Regions from separate parts of the Anas platyrhynchos genome. Here region 2 is linked to region 1. The links are chromatin contacts, called in public Hi-C maps. All regions are on one chromosome and are shown on one strand. The core of a region is the stretch at or near the end of the contact, and the rest is flanking DNA. Distances in the headings are between cores, read along the strand shown.

The links. A called contact is a pair of places that touch in the nucleus more often than the background predicts.
Region 2: a contact with region 1 is called in a Hi-C map of small yellow follicle, with 2.6 times the contacts expected there. The contact joins two enhancer-like sites. A contact is called at or near these places in 5 of 8 Hi-C or Micro-C datasets (liver, skeletal muscle, small yellow follicle and 1 more).

What each region holds. Positions count from the first base shown.
Region 1 is chr1:178,814,455-178,819,905 of IASCAAS_PekinDuck_T2T, forward strand. LOC101802544 (a long non-coding RNA gene) reads left to right here. Exons shown (of 12, transcript XR_011806436.1): 3 at 1,636-1,710; 4 at 4,303-4,373. All of the region lies in intron 2 of LOC140001320 (a long non-coding RNA gene), which reads right to left. Among named protein-coding and RNA genes, the nearest start is that of KCNRG, 50 kb to the left of the region's middle. Within about 2 kb of position 3,412, at least 2 of the 8 cell types and tissues checked have an H3K27ac peak or open chromatin away from gene starts, as enhancers often do.
Region 2 is chr1:178,850,775-178,856,541 of IASCAAS_PekinDuck_T2T, forward strand. LOC101802544 (a long non-coding RNA gene) reads left to right here. Exons shown (of 12, transcript XR_011806436.1): 7 at 4,091-4,162. The region is part of intron 1 of LOC140001320 (a long non-coding RNA gene); the gene reads right to left. Among named protein-coding and RNA genes, the nearest start is that of KCNRG, 87 kb to the left of the region's middle. Within about 2 kb of position 1,912, at least 5 of the 8 cell types and tissues checked have an H3K27ac peak or open chromatin away from gene starts, as enhancers often do.

The DNA of each region.
Region 1 (5,451 bases), core at 2,162-4,661:
GTTCTGTCTCTAAAAATGTTAGCTTTTCTCCCCTAGTAGTGCAAGTTGTCTTGTGTCAGGAGAGGAACTGTTGACAACTGGATGCGGTCTAGAGGCCTTGGCATTCATTTGGGAGCCCTGGATTTAGGCCCTGGAGGATCTGGGGACCCTGAATCTGTAATTTAAAATTCTAAAGCAAATGAGTATTGAGTGGAAGAGAAGGACTTGTAATAACCTCCACTGCTGAGATGACATCCCCTCCGGCTTCCTGAGTTTCCTCTCTGCAGCCGACTTGGTGTTTGGGTAAACCCAATTGCCTAGGTCCAGTTGGGAGGTGGCAAAACCCAAGCGAGATACACATCTCCCCAAATGGCACAGAAGCTCCCAGCTAGCCGGGGGTGATTAGAAAGCTGGAGGCTGTCTTCTGACTCAGGCACGCATTACTTTACAAATTACCTCGCTGTGTGTTTTTAAGATTTATTTTACAACCGCGAGGATTAGAGGAATTTGTTGTAATGAAAACTGGCGTTGGGTCATTACCGGGCAACTTTTTAGCTAGGTGCTTTGGTCTGCCTGGGTGCTCGCCTGTTACTGCCCCTGGTCCAGTTCCTACGTGAGCAGGACCGAAAGGAGGGCGCCAAGATACACCCACACGTAGCAATTATAACAATGTTCTCAAGAATTGCACATCTACGGCTTATTTTGGGCTTGGGATGGCATATGTGCATGCAGCCAGTGGGAATTCCAACATTTTTTTATATTTGTTTCTCTAATTTAAGCCCTGCCTTGCTCTTGGTGCTTATCCAGGCTTCTTTGCTAGATCCCTGGTAGGGATTCAGCTAGGCCTCCCTTCAGACCTCTTCTGAAAATTTGACAGCAGTTGAAGTTTAAGGTTTCGGTTTAATAATCTAGTGACTGTAGTTGAACATCCTCTTTCATTTATGAGTTTTTTGCTTCCTTCTGTAGTCATTCGGCCTCTGATTTGCCCTGACAAACACTGGATTTGGAATTCATTACTTTTGCCATTGCAGTCTGCGAGCAATGATGGAGGTTGTAATTTAGCAAGGACCAAAGTGTGCACCATTTATGATCGCATGGGCGCTAGGCTGCAGTGGCAGTGAAAAAAATTCTAAACTCACCAATTCAGGCCTGATCTAGGGATACTTTTCTTGGCAATATGGACTGCAAAAAGTATGTACTGGATTAGGACATGCATCTGCTTTATTGATTTTCCTATAAATAGATAGATGAGAAAGGAAACCCTATTATTTTTTTAAATTACTATTATTTTTTACTGTAGATTACCTGATTTTTCAATAGCCAACTTTCAATCTATTTTTTTTTTCAGTGTCTGAAATGCTCAGCATAACATAAGACTAACGGTACAGCCAAAAAGTTGGATTGACCATATTTTCATTCAGACCTGATACTGACTCTGACACAGCTGTAGGCCTAACTCATGATGATGAACACGCCCCGAGGATTTAAGAGAGATTTGTTATTAAACTTGGGTTCAGTGGCGAAGTTTTGCTAAAATGTTTTGCCTAACTAACTTCTAAATATTGTACATTTGCAATGGATTTGCATGGTTGGGAAGAGTGCTGGGTTGTAACCTGTGAAAAAAACTGAAGCCCATTCTTTATGGATTAATTACAGCGGAGCAGTTGCAAAGTGATCTTCTCTGCAGCACCCACAAACTTCAGCCTTGAACTGAAGAGGACTCATCAAATGGTGAGAAAATAGTGTGGTTATCGTGACTATGAAGTTATTGAGGGGATGCTCTATTGTTTTCTTCTCCCTAGCATCTATTCTGTTATTTAACTGGCATTAAAGTTAGATATTTTTGTAGAGTAATTGCTGGGACCATAATTTAATTTCTCATCTTCCCCCCAGTACATCAGTTGTTGCTTTCTCAAGCTTTATTATCTTCTTGCCTGTCCTTGCCTTTTCAAAATTTAAGAATTTATTAGCTAATTTCTTTATTACTTGCTTTAGCCTTAGTCCTGTGCATGTGCTGAACTCTGTCCACATGAGTATTTTTATCAGCAGCACTAGACGGTCGGGTAAAACTCAGATAAAGAGGAATTGTTGGAAAGATTGAAGCTTAAACTTTATGGATATGTATGCCTGCATTTAAACAAAGTGCTATTGAAATTAATACAGGAGTGAGGGATCTGGAAATGCTTTAGCTAGCACTAATTTGTTTGCTTTTATGCTGTTCGATTCACTTCTTTTAAGATGGCTTGATGTAAGTTGTTCATTTGCTTCCCTAGCTTCCTAATTTCTGGGAAATTTTGAAATCTGAGCTTCAAAACATTTATTAAATTTTAGTAATGCTCGCGATTCTCATAAAAAGAGCAGCACATTATTTAACCATTTTATGAAATGGGTGATGAATCTGTCGAGGAACTAATTCTATCTCCAACTCGCTGCCTTAGTCAGGTCTGTAATCTTACTCTAGCTCCCTACCTACATTAAGTCGTGATTCTTAGATGTATGGATTTATTAAACATGCATCTTACAAACAGGGAGTTCCCTTTTTTACAGCTGTAGGTGGAAGATGGAGTATTAGTGGCAGGAGCGTATGGGAGAGTATAATTGCTGAGTGTTGGTGCTGGCTTCATGGTCAGAGAGATGACAGCTTAAAGTAACGCTGTACAGATCGATCCGTAGCTTAGCAGATGGATCACAATGACCAGAAGTTCACAGGATGCTGAGAGATGTCCCAGAACTTTGTTGGCTCACTGTGTTGAACCGAGTGGCTCGGTTTCTGTTTTCCTTTAGTAACTGTGTTGTAGAGGAAGGAGTAAAAGAGACAGAACCCTAGTAGCGGCTTATGATTTCCACATTTCCTCCTACATTTATGGGCGTTACCATAGAGATTGGAGTACTGGGTCTTAATCCTCTCCCAGTTATTTACCAAAGTGGGTTTGGAAGTGCAAGTGTGTTTAGTAGGCAGAAGAGATAGATGGTGAGCCTTGTGTGCCTATAGCTGAATGACACCCTGCGTTAAGGATTACTTTAGTACTGTCATCAACCGCTGACCGAATTTAACCTTTGCCAGAGTTATTTACCATCTCATGTATTAAAAATAAGATTTAATACTTCAGCCAAAAAGAAGCAGTAGTTTTCAGGCAGAGTGCATTGAGATATAACCCAGAGGTCATTTATTTTTAATACAGATTCAACAGTCTGCTGCTTTTTTCTTCCTCAGCTACTTTCCCTTTAGTTTTCTTTTTGAGGCCTGCTTCTCAAATTAACCTTAAGCACTTAATTATTTACACTCTGCCTCATGAAACAATTAATCTCGTACTTCAGTCACGATACTCGCATGAGTGTAGCTGGTGAGAGAATCCACATTAGTCCCTTGCGTCTTGTACTTGAGTTTTGCCTATCTGATAACCAATAGGCTGGAGCCAGGCGAGCGCCAAAGTGTGAGTCAGCATGCAAGCAGGGTAAGGAGTTGGGGCTCAGATCTGAATGCATGCTTGATACTACAGACGTAGGGAATGATTACAAGATGATTTATTCATATATATCTTTTTTAATTTAAGCACTTCTTTAGTTGTTTAGCTGAGCAGAGTTTAGATCCTCCATATGCTTAAAGTTAAACGGTTAAAGTTAAGTCTATTGAAGATTTTCTTAAAGCATATTTGGAGTTGATGTAATTCTCTGCCTTCAATAGAAGTCACATGGTTTTGAAAACCCCATTCTCATTGCTCTGCTAAGATGATAATTTTGTTTCTTTTATTCCACCCTTTTTTGTTAAAGTACTTTCATTTCCCTGGCTATTCCTATTCACCTTGTCTCCTTCTAACCTTTCCTCCAATGTCCAGTTTTCTGTTAACTTTTCTGCACTGATTATTCTTTGTCTCTCTTCCTTTTATTGGAGTTTTGGAGAGGTCATTACACTCTTTCAGTTTCTTTCCTTCTTTCATCAGTTCCTGGAATCCATCAGCAAATAAAACCCTCTGATTTCAACTATGTCTTTTTGCTGAGAAACACACGAGTCAAAATTCAATGCTAGGGCAATAGAAAGGCTACGAGGAGCACAGTGGATGCCATTTTTAGAGAAGGAAACTGGGACCCGCTTATTATTAAAAATAATTCTCTAAATTCGGATAATTATGATCTAAATCCAGGTGGTGGCATCGGGATGTTAGGGTGATTCTTTAAATAACCTTTATGCTTATTCTATATATATATTAAAAATAAAAAAAGTAGGTACATTGTACACAAGGTACACTGAATAGATCCATTGATTCTTTAAACTTAATGTCACCATTCAGTTACTGAGCTATGTATCCCTGAACTTTTCTTAAGCCTTGGGAGATACAGAAAGAAACTGGAAGAGAAGCAGGGGTCTACATGAAGGGCAGTCCACTGGAGTCTTGGTGAGTTCAAAAAATATGTATAAAGTTTTATTCCTGTTAAATTTTCACCTTTATGAAGTGACATATACTTAGGGTCCTGTGTACAGTGGCAAAACAAAGCCGGTTTTATTGAAACAGTCTCTACATTCTCTGGATTCGTTTATACTATCATCGTGTAAAAATCTGGGTTCAGTTATAGCTGAGTTTGTGGTGTGACTCCTGAATGAAAACAGTAAAGACATAAAATTCATTAGTTATTTTCACAATGATTATGCTACAGTGTTTACATGCCCAGTTTCTGAACAAAACAAGCTATATAGGATTGTGTTTTCTCCTCATAATTTTTGAATCCAGCGCTTAATTTCAGCTGCATTTGATCCAGGGATAGAGGTTACAAAGTCAAGTTTCTGCAGTTTAAGTTACAGTTCTTAGCAGATGGGATTAGAGAAAGGACTCAAATTTGTGCCCCCAGGACAGAAAAAGCTGCAGCTTGGACTTAGAAATTTTCTGTTCTGTTCAACTCGTTAACTTTGTAGAATCACAGAACGGTTTGGCTTGGAAGGGACCTTAAAGATCACCTCATTCCAGCCCCCCTGCCATAGGCAGGGACACCTCCCACTCGACCAGGTTGTCCAAAGCCCCATCCAGCCTGGCCTGGAACTTGCCACTTATTGCCACTTATTACTTCCTTCATTATTTGGTCTGACAGTCAGGGTGTGTGTTTCTTAAACCCAGCCACAACGTGGGTTGCTCTCAGTAATGAGAACTTGGTGTTTTGCGAAGGAATTTAGGGCAACTATTTAGAAGGGAGAGGGAAACCAACCAGGGTAGCGTCAGCTTGGGATTGCTGCACAAGTGTGCTGGGGACATGTGCAGGCCTGTCTAAGTGACTAGACTTCATTACTTTTCCAAGCTTCATGGTCATGGCACCTACAGAACTGATTGTCCTGAGAGATTTGGTCTGTGCCCTCTTCTCAGTCAGTGAGAAATTGGCAGGTGACACCTGCCAGAGGTGCTGCTTCACTCACTTTGCAGGCTTAGGTGGGCGGCACTAACTTGACTGCTGTGTGATACTTCTAAATCTTCTGTGCAACATTAG
Region 2 (5,767 bases), core at 662-3,161, 35 kb after region 1:
TGCCTTCAGATCCTCTCTACTACAGAGAGGAAGCCTGGGAGCCCACCATAGAAAAGAGTGAGAAAATCACTAGAAAAACCATGGGATAGTGTTACTCCCATCACAGTAACTCGGGAAGTGGAATTTCATTCTGCTTTTTATTAAGCGAATAAACTGAAGCCACAGCTCTGTGCTGCCAAACCTGCACGTTACGTTTCAGAACTGAGCAGGCCAGGGTCACAGTCTTTGGACGTTATCAGAAATAATTTTCTTCCTTTCCACTTGGGAAGTTGTCCTGATGCTAGGTTTATCCTCCAGAGACACGTAGGAAGGACAAGGAGATTTGATGGGAAGTCTCTATATTTAGCAGGGAGGAAGGTCGGCATTGCTTACGTTCAGTTCCCTGGTTACTTGAGGCTCCTTCCAATTTTCAGTCGGCAGGCATGGGTGAATGCAGCTAGAGCTTAAAGGGTAGGGGAGCAGGAAGGGATGGAGGAACAGGCGAGGATCTGGAGCCCTTCACAGCATCCTTTCACCCTCTGCCTCCTGGCGCTGGTAATTCCGCACTCGAACAGCCAGTGCTTTACTGAAAAAAAAATAATAAAAAGCCTCTCCTGTTTGGCTTTACTTTTAACACCTCAGGTGTTGAGCAAATTAAGGCGAACCTCTGTGCCAGGGCTCTGTCTCTTTAACTTTATGTGTACACCAGCAGGCACAGTAGGAACCCATTCTGTTTTGAAGAGCCGATCGCATAAATGGCTGATAATTCGGAAAGGAAGGAATCCACGTTTTCTATTACTTCCCTGGCCTCCCGGAATTATTAATTTAAGTTTAATGAGTTCTATAGGTCTACTTTATTTTGTTTAAATTAAATGCTTCTCTTTTAACAAGACCACTTAAAATTAAATACGAAAGCAGGGCAGCCTGTATTAATGTTAAATTTATTAGAGAATTTTAAAATAACACAATAAAAATCCCATGCAACACGTTTTCTGATGCCAAAGTCTGAGAGAAAGTCAAACCACCGAAAGGGTGGGAGTCGCTGGCAGAGCACACGGACCTATAACCTATGCTGAAGTTGCTTCTGATAGCTTTTTTTCCCCCCTTTTAATGTACTCATTTACTTTATATGAATGACTAATAGGTTCGAAATAGAAAAATCCACGGAGGGACGAAAAAGCAGGCAATTTCCTTTTTTTTTTTTTTTTTTTTTTTAATTCCTCCTGGAGTCCATGAATGAAAGCGGCCGGAGGATGCGATGTACTAGTTCCAGCGTCCTGCAGGTCGTGCTGACCAGAAACAATCCCTTCAGCTCAGCAGCTAGCAGCGATTAGGCCTTGTTGAATAAATCAGTTTTCAGTGCACCGTGTTCTGAGAAATCTATTCTTTCCCTTGCATGTTATGAGCATCTGAGGTTATTTCATTGAACTGATAAAAAAATGAAGCGCTCTTCTGCTGCGTTTTAATTGAATTCCGCTTTCCGTCTACACGGAGTTTATGAATTGTAATTGGAAGACTGAATCATGCAGTAAAGAAAATCCATTAAAACTTCTGTCATAAAATGCAAAAATTAAGGAGCAGAGGTTGCCTATGGAGGTGATTAAGTAAAAATTGTAAAACTACGGAATAACAGCTTGGATGGCAAGAAGACCCCTGTTTTGCGAAGTGGCTATGTTGAGTTGGAGGAGGGCCTTTAAAATGAAAATAAAACAATGCAGACCTAAAGCTGTATCAAAACAGACTGAGCGAGGCAGGGTCTTTCTGCTTTAAGAGCTAGTTAAAGGTGGCGATTTCACTCCCAGACACAACCCAGCACCCTGAGAGCTGCCGCCGGGCCCTCCGAGCCCTGACCGGACCCAGCCCGTGGCGGAAAGCCCTGGTTCAGCATCGGCTGGCCCTGAGCTCCCTCTGACCATCACAGGCCCTCGCTCGTCTTGGAACAAAACCCAAGCAGCTGCTGCTTATATAAACCGTGGCGGTGCAGCAGCAGCACCCATCGCCTCTGCCTCTGCCTCCCGGGGGGCTCTTCGGTGCCGGCAGCAGGAGAAACCAGCGCCGGCAGCTCGCAAAGAAGCAGCGGAGCCACCGGGACCAGCTGGGGAGAAGGTGGAAGATGGCCTGAGGTTAGACGACCCCGGGTGTCAGGCGTGTGGCCTTGACGAATCGCAATTGCTCGACAATTGCTCCAGGCTTGGAAAACATCGCCTTATCGTGTCGGTGCTGTATGCACTGATAGAGATTGTTTTCCTTCTGCGCACTGGGTATTTCTAACTCCGCTAGCGATGTGTGAAAACATAGATAAGTGCAGGCTGGAGGTCTCCAACTTGAAAGTCTGAGACTTGAAAGCGTCTCCTTCTTGAATTCCTCCTTTTGGCTAGCAGATGTCTGACTTTAACTCCAGAATCAGTCGATGTCCAGCATCTACAGCGCTCTTTGAAATGCCTTTTTTTTTTTTTTTTTTGAATGGTGTCTTTGTTAGAGCTGGAGAAGTTTCACTGGACAAATATCACAGTTTTCTGCTCGATGGATGCTTTTGTCTGAATTATCTCCTTGCATAGGTTCCAGCATTACGGCTGGTGGATACATTAAAGACGAGCAGCGGAGCAGTCCACGCTCCCAGCTCGGTATTTAAGGCAAGCGCAGAAGCTCAGCGTTGATTACATATTTTATACACTGTAAGAACTTAATTTTTTTGGTCTGGACTGTAACAGAACTTCCTTTTGAACCGCTGTCTGCAGTCGCTGTTTCTTCCCCTTTCAGCAAAAGTTTTAGTGATAATATAAACATCAGTCTCTTTCGGTTGAAGGTTTTGTTTTCCACGAAATAAAATGCTCCTTTTTCTGCAAAGCAGCCGAGGCTCTCCCTGAAATAACCTTCTCTTCCTACAACTTTCCTTGTATCTTAACACGTCTGCTCAAGTATAAGAAACTTCTCGGTACAGGAAGGGATGTAGAAAGACGTAAAAAATAATGGGATTTTTTAATATATTAATTAAAAAAAAAAAAGGAAGGGGGAGGCAGCATAGCACTGATATGGGCTTGTACAACCTCAGGGGCACAGAGGGGTAGGATCCCTGCGATTTGCAAGAGAACCTGGGGGCTTTGATTCCTTCATCTCCACAGCATTAGGAAGTAAACAGGGTAACAGTCTTGATGAAGACTTTGGTCATCAACTCAGCATCTTCCATGAGCCTTCTTATCTTTGCCTCTGTTTTCAGGTGCTTATTTCCAGCAGCCTCTCCCTCTAGAACGACTTCCATGCATGAGAAAAGGACAGGTTGGCTACTAGGAAATTTGACAACCTGTCAGTATTTCAGTTCTTGCTTTCAAACGAGATACCTGCCAGTCTGTTTGTTAAGGTTGCGTATTACTCACAGCTCTTTCCCTAGGTGAGATACAAGGGGCTTAGTGCCCTTTCCTAGTCAGGTCTTCAGATCTGCCATGAAGGATCCCAGGACGTCTGCCATGAAGGATCCCAGTCGTCCTGGTTTTCAGTTCCTTGTTGTGGAGATGTGTCACAGCCTGAGAACTCCTTTCAGGGAGATCTTCCTGGCTGGGGGAGCTCTGTAGGCACTGTTAACTACGCACCCTGCCTCTGGAACAATGACTTCTGTATTTTGAAAAAAACAGTAAACACAGTCTTGCGAAATACTTGTTTCAGGTCTTAGGTTATTTTAGATTTTTCCTTGTGGGTCCCTTCCGACTCAGATATTCTATGATTCTTCCTAACCTTAATATATGTAACTTTGGAGCATCCTTTAAGCATTATTTTGTCTCTTAGGATCAGTCCTAGCACAGTTTTAATCGTCTTTATCTCAGAATCAAAAAGCCACTGGTGAAATTTGGAGACAGGTACAGCGACAGGATTACAACCCTAGCCTGAGCTCCCATTCCAGACACAATCCATCCTCTATCTTGCTACAGATTTAACATCGGCTGCATGGTGTGACTTGAAATGTCTGCAGGAACAGTAACAAGCAATCCGCACTCAGGTGGCAGGGTGAAAGAGACAGCAGTGATATTTTTCAATGTGTTAACCAATCTAGAGTCTTTAAGCATGCTCAGGAAGTTATGCTAAGTCACTTGATTTTTTTTTCTCCATATATTTACAGGTTTTGCAGCTCTGATAGTATGGTTTTTATGACTAGTGTCAAACGTGAAGCTTTCAAAGCCACGTGCCAAAGGTAAGTTAGTTTAATAATCTTCTTTGTATACATTGCTAAAAATATTGTACGCTTGCAGGGGAATTTACAGGGGAATTGAGGGCTCAGCTCTGTTGATAAGGGTGTTGTGAAGCAGCGTGCGTCCCTACAGCGAGCTCTCCCATATACCGAGGAAGCGTGCATACTGCACCGGCTTCTAAAATAGTGCAACCTGATCCCTTCTGTACAGCTCAAGGGGTGGGGGTGAGGAGCAAAATTGAAGGAATAGTAGCCCAGATCCTCCTTCCCTCCAGATTTGGGGTCTGGTTTGTTCCATTGAGTTAAAAGAGCATTAACTGCATACGGCTGTTATCAGGAAGGACCCTTTGCTCTCCCCCTTCACAGTTCTTGTGGCACAGGCCAGGTTTAATCTAGTCTGTGTTAGGAGAAACTGAGTACACGTACAGGGTTATAATGAGCTTCCTCCTCGTTTTCATTTTCCCTCGCTGGTATGTAAATCATTGCTCTAATGCTTGTAAGGGATAAAAATCTGTAGGAGTTACGAAACTGAAGTGATTGCAGTAATGTGGAGGTCCTGAAGACTGTTAGTCTTCAGTGTTTATCTCACCGTTCAGCATTATAAAGCTAAAATTAGCTAAGCTCCAAATCAAAAGAGACTATCTCATATTTCCCTAACCAACAAATGCACACAAAAAAAAAAAGTCAAGTGAAAGTAAGTTACTAAACTACCCTTTACAAACAAGGACAGACAATAAGCAAGTCAGAAAAGTGGCTTACTGGAGTTTCACTTGTGGGTAGCGATTTAGAAGTTATCCAGGTATAGTAGTTCATAGATTTAACTTGGAAAGACTACCAAAATTAATATTTAGTCAGTAGTTGTGACAGCCAGTCAGTACACTGTCATACAGTAGGATCTTTGTGAAATTTATTATTTTATAAGAAAGGATGTTCAGGCACATACCACATTCAGCCAGAAACAAGGTTATTAAGAGCCCTGAAAAAGTACAGTTGTTTCGCTATTCTGCCTTGCCAGCTGGTGTCACCCAGTTTTCAGCATATTTATTTTTTAGTCCTTTGTGCAGTCTAAAGTGTGTATTTCTCATCTGATGATCTACTACTGATTTCTTAATTTGCATTAATCTTATTTGAGATATATTTGTAGCTCTCATATATGCTGAGAGTACATTTTCGGTCTGTGCTAGGTGTCTCTTTTGTACACATTCAGCACACATTTTAAAGTAATGCCCTGCCTGGCTAATACCAGTTATGCATATTAAGAACATTAACTGTACGTAGAGAAAATATTCATCAAAACCACTAAAATACTTCTAATTTTTTTTCTGAAAAAAAAAAAAAAAACAACTACTTTTTATGAAGCATTAATGCCAAACTTGAAAACTGCCCTGTTAGACATCCCTCGGTATAACTAGAAGGTAAGAGCAGAACCCAGCAGCAGCGACAGGAGAAGGAACTGGTGAAAACGATACTTCTCATTTCCAGCTACTAGAAATGAAAGCTACATAAAGATTTCTCCAAGAGTGCTATCAGTCTGCAGCTAGGAGGGTCATGCCACCCCTGCCTAGCTGCTGGAAGGAAGGGAGAGTTTTCTTTTCTTTCCCCCTTTCC